Linked DNA regions of Hordeum vulgare: region 1 is linked to region 2. The links are chromatin contacts, called in public Hi-C maps. All regions are on one chromosome and are shown on one strand. The core of a region is the stretch at or near the end of the contact, and the rest is flanking DNA. Distances in the headings are between cores, read along the strand shown.

Region 1 (5,632 bases), core at 1,612-4,111, 440 kb after region 2:
TGATGGGGAGCAGAACTCCAAAATAAGAAAACAAAAATACAAGTTGGCATACTTACCACGTTTAATTACTTGCTCCTGAGCTATACTCTCCAGCCTTTGCTTCAAGGCTTTGTTTTCCAAGTCTAACATTATATTTTGTTGAGTAAGAAACTCCATTTCAGCAGATACTTCTATCCCTTCTGACTGCATTATTCAGACATGAATATTTTCTGTTTGTCAAATACAACACTAAATTGTGGAACAGAAACCACCTTTTGTTGTGGTGAGCTCACCTGTAATGATTGGACTTTACCCTCAAGCTCGGCAATATACTGGAGTTTTCGAACACGAGATCTTTGAGCATATTGCCTGCAAGCGACGTTGATTAAAAAAATCAGATGCATTAAAGTATGGAAATGTTAATCCATGCTATTACAACTTGCCGATTAGGAATCTTGACATATATATGTACGCTAATTAAAATAAAAAAATCTGATAAACCATAGTGCTTTAAGTCCAGTCTAACTAGTATATAAGTAGCTATGCAATTGCAATGTCCGTACCATTGTCCATTAAGGATTTTACAATTTATACTTCATCCGTTCCTAAATACTCCCTCCGTTCCTAAATATAAGTCTCTGTAGATATTTTACTAGTGGACTACATACGGATGTATATAGACATACTTTAGAGTGTACATTCAATCATTTTGCTCCGTATGTAGACATCTAGTGAAATCGCTTAAAAGACTTATATTTAGGAACGGAGGGAGTATAAGTCATTTTAAAGATTCCACTACGGACTACATACGAAGCAAAATGAGTGAATAAATACTCTAAAGTATGTCTATATACATCCGTATGTAGTCTGTAATGGAATCTCTAAAAAGACTTATATTTAGGGACGGAGGGAGTATATGAGCATGTCTGATTTAAGACTCATAAAGTTGAGTTGCAATTTTGAAAGAAAAACATCCAAATGTTGTTTTACATTTATGTTGCCAAAGGACACTATCCATTCTCTCAGATGTGACCACATCTAATGTGTGAAATAAGTACATATTTGCACTATCCTATATTCCTATCAGATGTGCGCATCGGTGGTGGAGGGAGGGAATGACATGGGCCAGGGCTGCCCTCATGTTTCCTAAGTGCATGCCTATCATCTTGGCAATCCTTAAAATCCAAGGAATTCTCTAGTATTGCATACTTTGGGCCCTCTCATTAAGATTGTTAAAATGTTTGATTCATTTGGCAGCCCTCTAACTCTAGTTCCTTGCTCCACCACTGGCGACCATGATCAAATGTGCCACGCAGCTATACAGAAGAATTATTAAACGACTACATTGCTTGCTTTATCGTGTTGAAACTAGAAGAGTGTATTCTGAATTTAAAATCTAAGCTAACCATAATTTGATTTTAAAATATATGCTAACCCACAGCAAAGGGCTGACCCTGCTGTATGCGGTCAAAATTAAGTAAATAGATAGCACTCCCCGGCTCTCGTCATTAATGGTTCTCAACTGTAAGATTTCAGAACACAGATAAGTGTTGGGATAGATAGCATGGATGCAATCATGCAGCAGAAGTATACTCACTGTTTAGCACGCTTGGTGTCCGCCTCTGACTGTGCGTACTTTGGCAGCCCACCATCCTTCCTCTCTGCCCCAAGTTCATCAAGAGCTCTTTTGTCCATGGCATGCTCATGATCCCTCGACGCACTCAGTGAACCGTGATGCCCACCCAACTTCTCCCTCACCGGCACCGGCGGCCCTGGCCTGTAACCAGCCAAATTCGGCATGCCTTGCTCCCACGGCCGGCCCTGCGGTCTCCCGTATGAGCTTGGCTTGGCATAGTACTCCTGCACGCCACCCCATGGCGCAGCCTGCCCTCCTCCCCCCATCTCCTCAAAACCATTGGCAAATGCGCCCGAGGCAGCGCTTCCGTCGAACAGTGCAAAAGAGTCGCTCGACGACCTGCGGTGCCCGGCGCGGCGAACGGGAGTCTCAGGCTCGTCGAGCAGGTCGTCGAGCCACGACGGCTGCTCCTCAATGATGCTCTCAGACGACGTGCGCTGGTGGTGCCCATGGCCGTGGCCATGCCCAAAGCGGTGGTGCGTGGCGCCCTGTGGCCGGGCGATCGGGCCGTGGTCTGCGTACGGCGACGGCGCCGGCGCCGCGGCGGTCGGGAACGGGCTACGCGGCGGCAGCAGCGCCTGCTTCTGGAGTTTCGCGTTCGCCATCATCATCTGCCCGACCAAACTGCACACAACAAAGAGCACATCTGTGACATAAATCAAGATTTGGAGCAAATTTAACACTAAACTAGCACGAGCTTGCATCGAATCGAGGCGGTCCAATTCACAGCTCTACCCACAGATCTCAGCAAACGGCACGACAAAACAATTTTGCTTGCGTTCTTCTACGGCGAATTCGCGTCAAAGATTCGAATTTGCTTCGAACCGCAAGCGTCCAATTGTGCCACGAAGCGGTCAAGATCCGAGGTCCGCATAGAGGACCGAACTGGAGGATGTCAATTGGACGAAGAGAACGCAGCAGAAACAAGCACGCATCGAAACAGCACGGCGCAAATCGAGGCGGATGAAGAGGGGCGAGGACGCACCAAGAATCGCGGAAAGAACCAACCAAAAAACCCCGAAAAAGACTCACCAATTCGGCCGCGACTCTTCCAACCGCCCCGCCCCAGAATTGCCGCAGCCAAATCCTCGCACTAATCCACAGTTACTCGTATTTGTTGGAGCTAATCTTCGGGGAATTAGAGCTTGCGGCGAGGAGGGGGCCGGCGAGGGAGGGGAGGGGAGGGGAGGGGGAGAGTGGGAGACGAATGGAGAAATTGTATACTAGTACTGAGGGGAGAAAAAATCAATTAAATAGTGTCTCTCTCGCTAGTGTTTTAATATTGCGGCAGCGACAAAGAAATTGGTTTGCAGAAACTTTGATGAGCGTCCGCCGTCGGATTGAGAGGCCCAACGGTGTCGAGAAATCTGGTGAGAATTATTGTCTTCGATGCGGCGAAGCAGGTGGCCGGTACTACTAGTGGCGAGAGATGTAAATGCTGTGCGTACCCAAGGCGTGCCTATGTCAATTTTTGATTATTACTCTCTCCGTTTCAAAATTCTTGTCGTAGGTTTTATACATCCATTTCTAAACAAATCTAAGACAATAATTTTGTGACGAAGAGAGTATATATTATGTGCGTATTATCCATGTGACCCACTTTGTGCAAAGGAGAGCATAATTTTGGAGAAACTTGAACAAGGTTTTATGATTGTTTGGGCTTGTTTCGGTGTTTATAGTCTCTAGGTGATCGATGATACCCTTGATATTACATGGATATTGTGGTGGTGTTAGAGCAACTCCAACGGAGTGATCCATTTCGTCTGTCGCCGTTCGTTTGGATTCGTGCGGACAAAAACTTGATCCAACGCGTCGACCCAAACGGACGCGCGTCCGCTTTTTGTTCGCCTATCGACCCATTTCCAGTCCAAATTTTGAGCCTGATTTACGTCGGCGCGGACATGAAACGGACGCACGCGGCGCGCGCCTACTTCCCTCCCTGGCCTGCAAGTCGGCGACAAAGCGGCCACTTTTTCCCTCCATTTTCCCCAAACTCTTCCGCTCGCTCCTGCGCCAGCTCCCACCGCCATGGACGACGACTTCGAGGTCATCGCCGCCATCGCCTCAATGCCCATGTCCGTCGCCACCGCCCTCTTGGCGCGTGGGGGGGGGGGAATAAGTTGTGCATGACCATGGTGACGGCGAGAAGACCCGACCGCGGGGGAAGACCAACTCAAAGAAGGGGGACAGGTGGAACGCGGCGTCGATCGCCTTGCTTGAAAAAATGGAGGGCATGATAAGCAAGAAGGACTTGCGGGAGGAGAAGAGTCGGCAAGAAAAGGAAGACCAAATGCACGCCTTCATGAAAATCCAAAGAAGGAGGTTCGAGATGGACGCGGAGAGGCAAGCCAAGATGCTTGAGTTGGAGGAGGCGAAGCAAGCCAAGATGTTCGAGATCGAGGCCACCATTGCCAGGACCAATGCGAAAGAAGTGGCCCTCGCAAACATGAAGACGGGCGCGGAGATTATGAAGGTTGATCTGAACACCGTGTCGCCGAGAAAGAGGCTATGGTTCGAGAAGATGCAAGCCAAAATGTTCAAGTTCGACCAGCTGTGATCTGCGACGGAGATCAACGGAACCTTTTTTGTATGCCGGCAAGTGTGCTTGCATGACCACGGGTCGATATAGCGTGGTCGAATTTGGCATGCTGGCATGTGTGTCGGCCGCTGACAAGTGTACCAACATGAACTATTGAACGTTAGCATGCTGACCTGTTTTATCTGATGTACGGGCATAAATGGATCGCTAGTGTTGAACACGCGGTCAATAAAAAAAAATGCGGACAACCGACTAAAACGAACAAAAAGCGAACAAAATCGTCGTCCGTTTGGATCGACCGGTTGGAGTTGCTCTTACATGTTTCTTTGAACCAAAAGAATGATGCATTTGCCAGCAGGACACAATTGAACCATATACACAACATAGGCAGGAGACATTCGACCCAAGAAAAGAGCAAGAAAACAGAAAGAAATGATGTGCATGACCTAGCGGTGGAGCTGGTGCATGTGGCAGGAGGAACACGGCATTGTTGTTTAAGTGCAGCCCATATTGGGTAGTGGGGGCAAACAGAAAACAGAAAACAACTCATGCCACCGGCCGGACAGCTCAGGATCCAGCTGCGACCACAACACCATCTGCTGCTGTCGTGCTGTCTTTATCCCCCCCTCTCCCTACTTGCCCTCCTGGCCAGCTTTTCTTTTCATTTTGCACCTCGTGGCTTGCTACGTTCATCCTCGTGGCATTTTCTTTGCATTAAAAAAACCCAAACTTCTTTTTTAAAATCAGAGCGCGCGAAGAAAATGAGATTGTTCGTTATCGCCGTTCTCTCTCCCAAGCCGGCGCGGCCGCCTTGAAGATCATCGAGAGAAGGCAATGGGAAGAAAAATGATGCCCTTCCTACTCACACTTGCGCTCCTCCTCTCATTGTATGCATTGTGCATGAGTGTATCACGCCGTCCCTGACCACCACATGCCCAGATTGCTCATCCCATGGTCGCGCACGCTGCTGGCTGCAATGCTACTTTCTTCGTCAGATTAACTCCCAACACACTGCCAGCTGACCTTGCGTAGTCCATTGTGTGCGATCGCCAGAGCGACGTAGCGCGCTACCATGTCGTGCCGATGTGCTCTCGCCGCAGCTGATGTATAGCATGCCGTCGGGTCTGTCTAATTGTTTTGTGTATGGTCGTTCGGTTTGCAACCACTGGTCAGCTACAATCATGCCTATTTGCGACTGTTATTAACTGCTAGATAGGTCGTTGTAAACATGCACTGGCCAAACACTGTCACAATATTCCCAATACTACAAATACTTTGATATGTCAAAACTATGGTATCTAGTACCTATAGACAAAAATATTGCAGTTTTCAATATTATAAGTTTCTACCTTACTTTGTTGTCAAACACAGCGTGGGTCGATTTCAACCGCTCATGTTGAAATATACATGTTGTTTCGAATTGTTGCAGAATTTGAGTGTTATGCATTTGTGTAATTGTTATGCGATGGCATAAGTTG
Region 2 (5,019 bases), core at 1,661-4,160:
AGTCCATGGGCAATTTGCACAGCTTACAAATGAAGCTGAGGGTTTAGTAACTAGTTTTTGTTCCTTTTGACGATTCGCGTATGTTTGAATATCCTGGCGTTCTGATATAAAAACCTCTGGATTTAGGTGCCTGAGGATGAACCGCTGCAAACAAACATCAGGAGCTCTCTACTGTGGTCTGAGAAAGAAACTTTCGAAGGGTATGACGAAGAATTTATCCCTGGGCTCCTGGAACGTCTATCTTTTGCCGCGTACCAATCAGTTTCAGGTGACAAAAGATCATTCCATTTTCACCTCTGATCACTTCTTGATCACAACTTATGTTTTAAATCTCAATATTACCTGGAATGACGAACTAAAGAGATGGCGCAGAAAGGATGTACATCAGTTTCATGTAGTCTCATCTAACATTAGAGTCATACACTACAGGTATGTCAGATGCAGAACTTCTTACCCTGCAAAAATACAAGATAAAGGCAATGGATTCAACAGACACGCTGGAAAGAGTAAACAGCGGAATCGAGTACGTAGAACATAATATCGGTATGATTGCCGCTAGACTGGCAATTCAGAATATATGACCCTCCGATCTCGGTACTTCTTACGCAGTCACGTGCATATGCCATCATCATCACCAGAGAATTATATACTGAGTACCTAATACTTGTAAGATCCAACTGATGCTCATGACCCAAAAAAGATTTAGTTACATTCTCTGACATCAGAAGGTCTTCACTTAATTTACATCTGTGTTGTATACAAGGAGAGGTCCAAGTAGCACAGCTTGATTATTTTTGACACATTTGATGTACATTCAGAGACTAATAGGAGAGTGCATACTGAATAAACTCTCGCAATTTCGTTTCCGAAAACGTTCACAACTCTGTTTTCCCAGCACCTTGTATCGGTTCGGTTGTTTGGGCTTTATATATATAATTGGAAGAAAGCTTGTTTTGAGAAATGCGTTGCTCAAACAACTCTTATAACTTAATTCCATGAGATAATTCATACACCTGATTACATCTGGAAAGCCAAAAGGCTACATGCTCTTGTATGAACTCTGTAGAATCTAAACCGAAGTGATTCATACAACTGGTTGATCTGGAACGCCTACAAGGCTACAAGCTCCGGTATGAACCCTAGAATCAAAATCGAACTAATTTGTAAAACTGATAAATCTGGAAAGCCTACATACAGGCTAACAGCTCTGGTATGAACTATGTAAAATCTGAACCGAAGTAATCATCTCGAAAGTAAATAATGGAAGCAAAGATACTATTCCGCCCGCTGATTGAGAATCAGCAGGAGGAAATCATGAGTGGGCTAACGGGTTAGCATGCTGAGCTGCAAATCCCCCGGTAGCGCTGGCAGAAGTATCGCCTACTCCTGCGGAGCCATCTCGACGCCGAAGATGCGGATGAAGCCACGCATCCCCCTCCCTTGCTCAGCCGTAGCCAAGCCCGGAGCGGAGCTGCTCACGTTTGCAGGAGTGGCACTGGATGAGGAGCCCGGAGCGGAGCTGCTCACGTTAGAAGGAGTGGCACTGGATGAGGAGCCCGGAGCCGAGCTGCTGATGTTAGCAGGAGGGAGACGGGACGAGGAGCCCGGAATTGAGTTGCAGATGTCAGCAGGAGGGGCACGGGATGAGGAGCCTGGAGCGGAGTTGCTGATGTTTGCAGGAGGGGCACGGGATGAGGAACCAGCATAGGCAGGGGCTGGCCCCGCCGTGTTGTGGTTCATCCGCAAACCGCGATGTCGAGGGGCCGAGCGGGGTTTGCGGGGCCGTTTGGTGTAATTTGGCCACCCTGGCCGGTCCAACCAGGCGCTCATCGAGCTGTGATGCATCGTCCGGGCCAGGGAGGCAGATACGACCTCCTTGTCCTGCAGTTCCTCCTCCATCCTTCGCATGTTCCCATGATCGTAAGCAGCAGGGGTAGCGAGAGCAGTTGCAAAGGCCATTGGCGCCACCGCGTCCGGAGACGGTGCAAAGATTGCATCAGGTGGGTGCGGCCTTTTGATCCCGCGTGCGCATGCACCAGCAACGCCATTGCCATGGCCATAAGTGGCAGGGGCTGCCGAATCTGGTGCAAGGGCAGTAGGCGCACCGGATGCCGGGGTATGTGGAGGCGGTGCAGAAGTCGCAGCAGAAGGGGCTGCCACAATCGCCATAGTTGCTGCCGCACGAGGATCCACGATGTTCACGGAGGAGTTATTAGTATTGGAGGCGAGCTTGTTAGCCATCTCCTCCTCCTCCTCGTCGTCATCGCTGAGGACAACAAGGACGGTGTGGGTCTTTGGCACGTCTGTTGACTCGAGTACATGATATGGGGGCGTTACGGGTTCCTTTCCCTTGGGAATGTTGGCAGTGATGCGTTGGCCAGAGACGGCCAACTCGTTGGCCTCCTGGCGCATGATCTTCTGCGCATCGCTCACATATTTGGCATAGCGCCGTTTGTCCAAATCCTTCTCCTGCACCCTCAGGGCAAACTCCCTGTCCAAGATCTCCATTGTCCTAGCCCTGTCCGTGGTCGCCCCATTTTTAAGGCCTTGACTGCCCGATCTGGTCCGAAGCAAAGTTTTGGTAGCGAATAGATGGTCCTCGGCCTCCTTCTCGGCCACCCCCAGATCCATACCTCTCTCCTGGTGTGGAAACGGCTGCCGGTTATCAGCAGTGTCTGAATCTTGAAGCGGCATCGATGAATTCATGCGGCCACCGCGACCATCCTGACCACTGCAACCACCCTGACCACCGTCTCCTCGCCGTAGGCGTGGCGAAAAGAGGCGTAAGAGGGGAGCAGCTCCCGTCGGCGGTCTTCCTTGATTAGCATGGCCGCGACGTGATGAAGGGCTTCCGTGGTTGAAAATACGGCGGAACTTTCGCTTCCTGCTGCCGCGGGTCGATGAGGGAAGATCTTCGGGGGTCATCGGAGGCAAGGGGAGTGGGTGGGTGGGTGGGTGGGGGTCTTCTCTTCTGGAGAGAGTAGACATTTGGAGGAGTTTGGCAAGTTTTGTTGTGTGAGGAGAGCCTTGTGGTTCTGAGTACCGGTTAAGTAGGCGTGCGGCCTGGTTAGGGTTTGTTTCTTTCCTCTTTTACCAAAGAAAGGCTGCCCTCCTCCCTCTCCAACACGCACACAGCAAGCACGGACATCCATGTGGTTATCCTTTTTACACACGGTATCGACAGATCGATGTGATCATTCATACTTTGTGTTTTACCATGCGTTCCTACTCACAACTGGCATTTGTCATGGTTCTGTGTCAAAATAGGTTGTCATTAACTTCACATGTTTTGGAGTTTTGTCGATTCAATGGAATAAGGAAAGAAACACAACCCCCACCGCACCGTTCATCATTTGTGTTTGCCATGCATTCATACTCATAGCTGGAATTTGTAGTGGTTATGTGTCATAGTAGGCCATTAACTTTACATGTTTTGGAGCTTCGTCGATTATATGGAATAGAGAAAAGTCCACATTTCAAGGCTTAACTAACCATGTGGTTTGATTTTCAACCCTGAACTCTAAAATCGGTTGGATTCAACCCTCAACTTGTCACAGGGTCCAGATTACAACCCTTGACTCAGTAGGCTGGTCAAGCGGTTTTGACCGAGTCAAAGCTGACTGGACAACACAGTCAGCATGCCACGCGCGCATCAATCCAACCCTATACCCATCTTTGTCTCTTGTTCATTCATAGCCACACCCCGCACCCAAGTCCACCCCATCGCCGCCTGGGTCGCAAGGGCCGCCGCCTGAGTCGTGTCCACAAACTCCACCGCCGGCGACCAGAGACAGGCGGCACCGCCACACCGCCGGCAGGTTCACCCTCTCTTCCCTCCCTTCCCCCCTCTATTTCCCTTAGGTTGTTGTTGTTGCTGCTAACCCTAGGCATAGACAAGTTGTTGTTGCTAGCTTGGGCTTGTTGAAACCCTAGTAATACTTTCTCATTTTGTTTTTTCATCTTTTATAAATTGAATGGATCCTATGGATTTCATGGTTGTGCAATTCCATTTCAATGGTGCGTTTGTGCGTGAGGGTCAAAATTTGGAATATGTTGGAGGCAGGGAGGAAATTGCTCATGTCGAGCGGCGCAATTTGTCCTTAGGCACTATTGTTGTTAATATGAAAGTGCATTCGAGTGTTGCTCGACGAGGAGTAATCATGATGCTCCATTGGTCATGTCCTAGAAAACAATTGTCTGATGGATTGATGGGATTAGTTGATGAAAATTTGGTGAAGCTGAGGGATCGATAGAAGATGTGTCTAGAGGGGGGGGGGGGGTGAATAGACTACTTGTTTAGATAAAATTCCTGGCCTAACCCAATTTCAAGGAGGGCAGAAATCTAGCAGTTCTAACAAGTCTAGTGCACCCTACACATGCTAGTCAATATAAATGGCAACGGAAAAGTAAAGACTTTGTGCATGTAAAGGAGTAGAGATTAAGAAGATCAAACGCGAAGAAGTTGACACGACAATTTTTGGCATGGTTCCGATAGGTGGCGCTATCGTACGTCCATGTTAGTGTAGACTTCAACCCACAGAGGGTAACGGCTGCGAGAGTCCACGGAGGGTTCCACCCACGAAGGGTCCACAAAGAAGGGGCCTTGTCTATTCCACCACGGCTTTCATCCACGGAGGACTAGCCTTACTCACGGTAGATCTTCACGAAGTAGGCGATCTCCTTGCCCTTACAAACATCTTAGTTCAACTCCACAACAGGAAGTAGGAGGCTCCCAAACGACACCTAACCAATCTAGGAGGCACCAACCTCCAAAAGGTAATAGATGTGGTAGATCAATGAACTCCTTGCTCTTGTGCTTCTAAAGATAGTCTCCTCAACACAAAATCACTCTCTCACAGAATATGCATGGGTAGTAGAGATTGATTTGGTGGAAAGCTGTTTGGGGAGGCTAGAGATCAAGCTTCAAATGATTGGATTGGAATATGTCGGTCTCAACACATGAGTAGGTGGTTCTCTCTCAGAAAATGGATCTGGCAATAAAATGTGTGTTCTGAGGGC

The links. Hi-C and Micro-C count contacts between places; a contact is called where the count stands out from the background.
Region 1: a Hi-C map of seedling shows a contact between it and region 2, with 4 times the contacts expected there. The contact joins the promoter of LOC123447873 here to the promoter of LOC123447867 in region 2. A contact is called at or near these places in 2 of 6 Hi-C or Micro-C datasets (leaf and seedling).

What each region holds. Positions count from the first base shown.
Region 1 is chr4H:59,385,741-59,391,372 of MorexV3_pseudomolecules_assembly, forward strand. It overlaps LOC123447873, which reads right to left and starts at 2,862. Exons shown (of 5, transcript XM_045124580.1): 1 at 2,648-2,862; 2 at 1,577-2,239; 3 at 273-348; 4 at 57-183. The coding sequence starts at 2,226.
Region 2 is chr4H:58,942,297-58,947,315 of MorexV3_pseudomolecules_assembly, forward strand. LOC123447867 (mucin-1-like) reads right to left here and starts at 2,911. Exons shown (of 1, transcript XM_045124575.1): 1 at 966-2,911. The coding sequence starts at 2,706. The coding sequence ends at 1,381. It overlaps LOC123447870, which reads left to right. Exons shown (of 7, transcript XM_045124576.1): 5 at 1-41; 6 at 127-268; 7 at 430-872. The coding sequence ends at 581.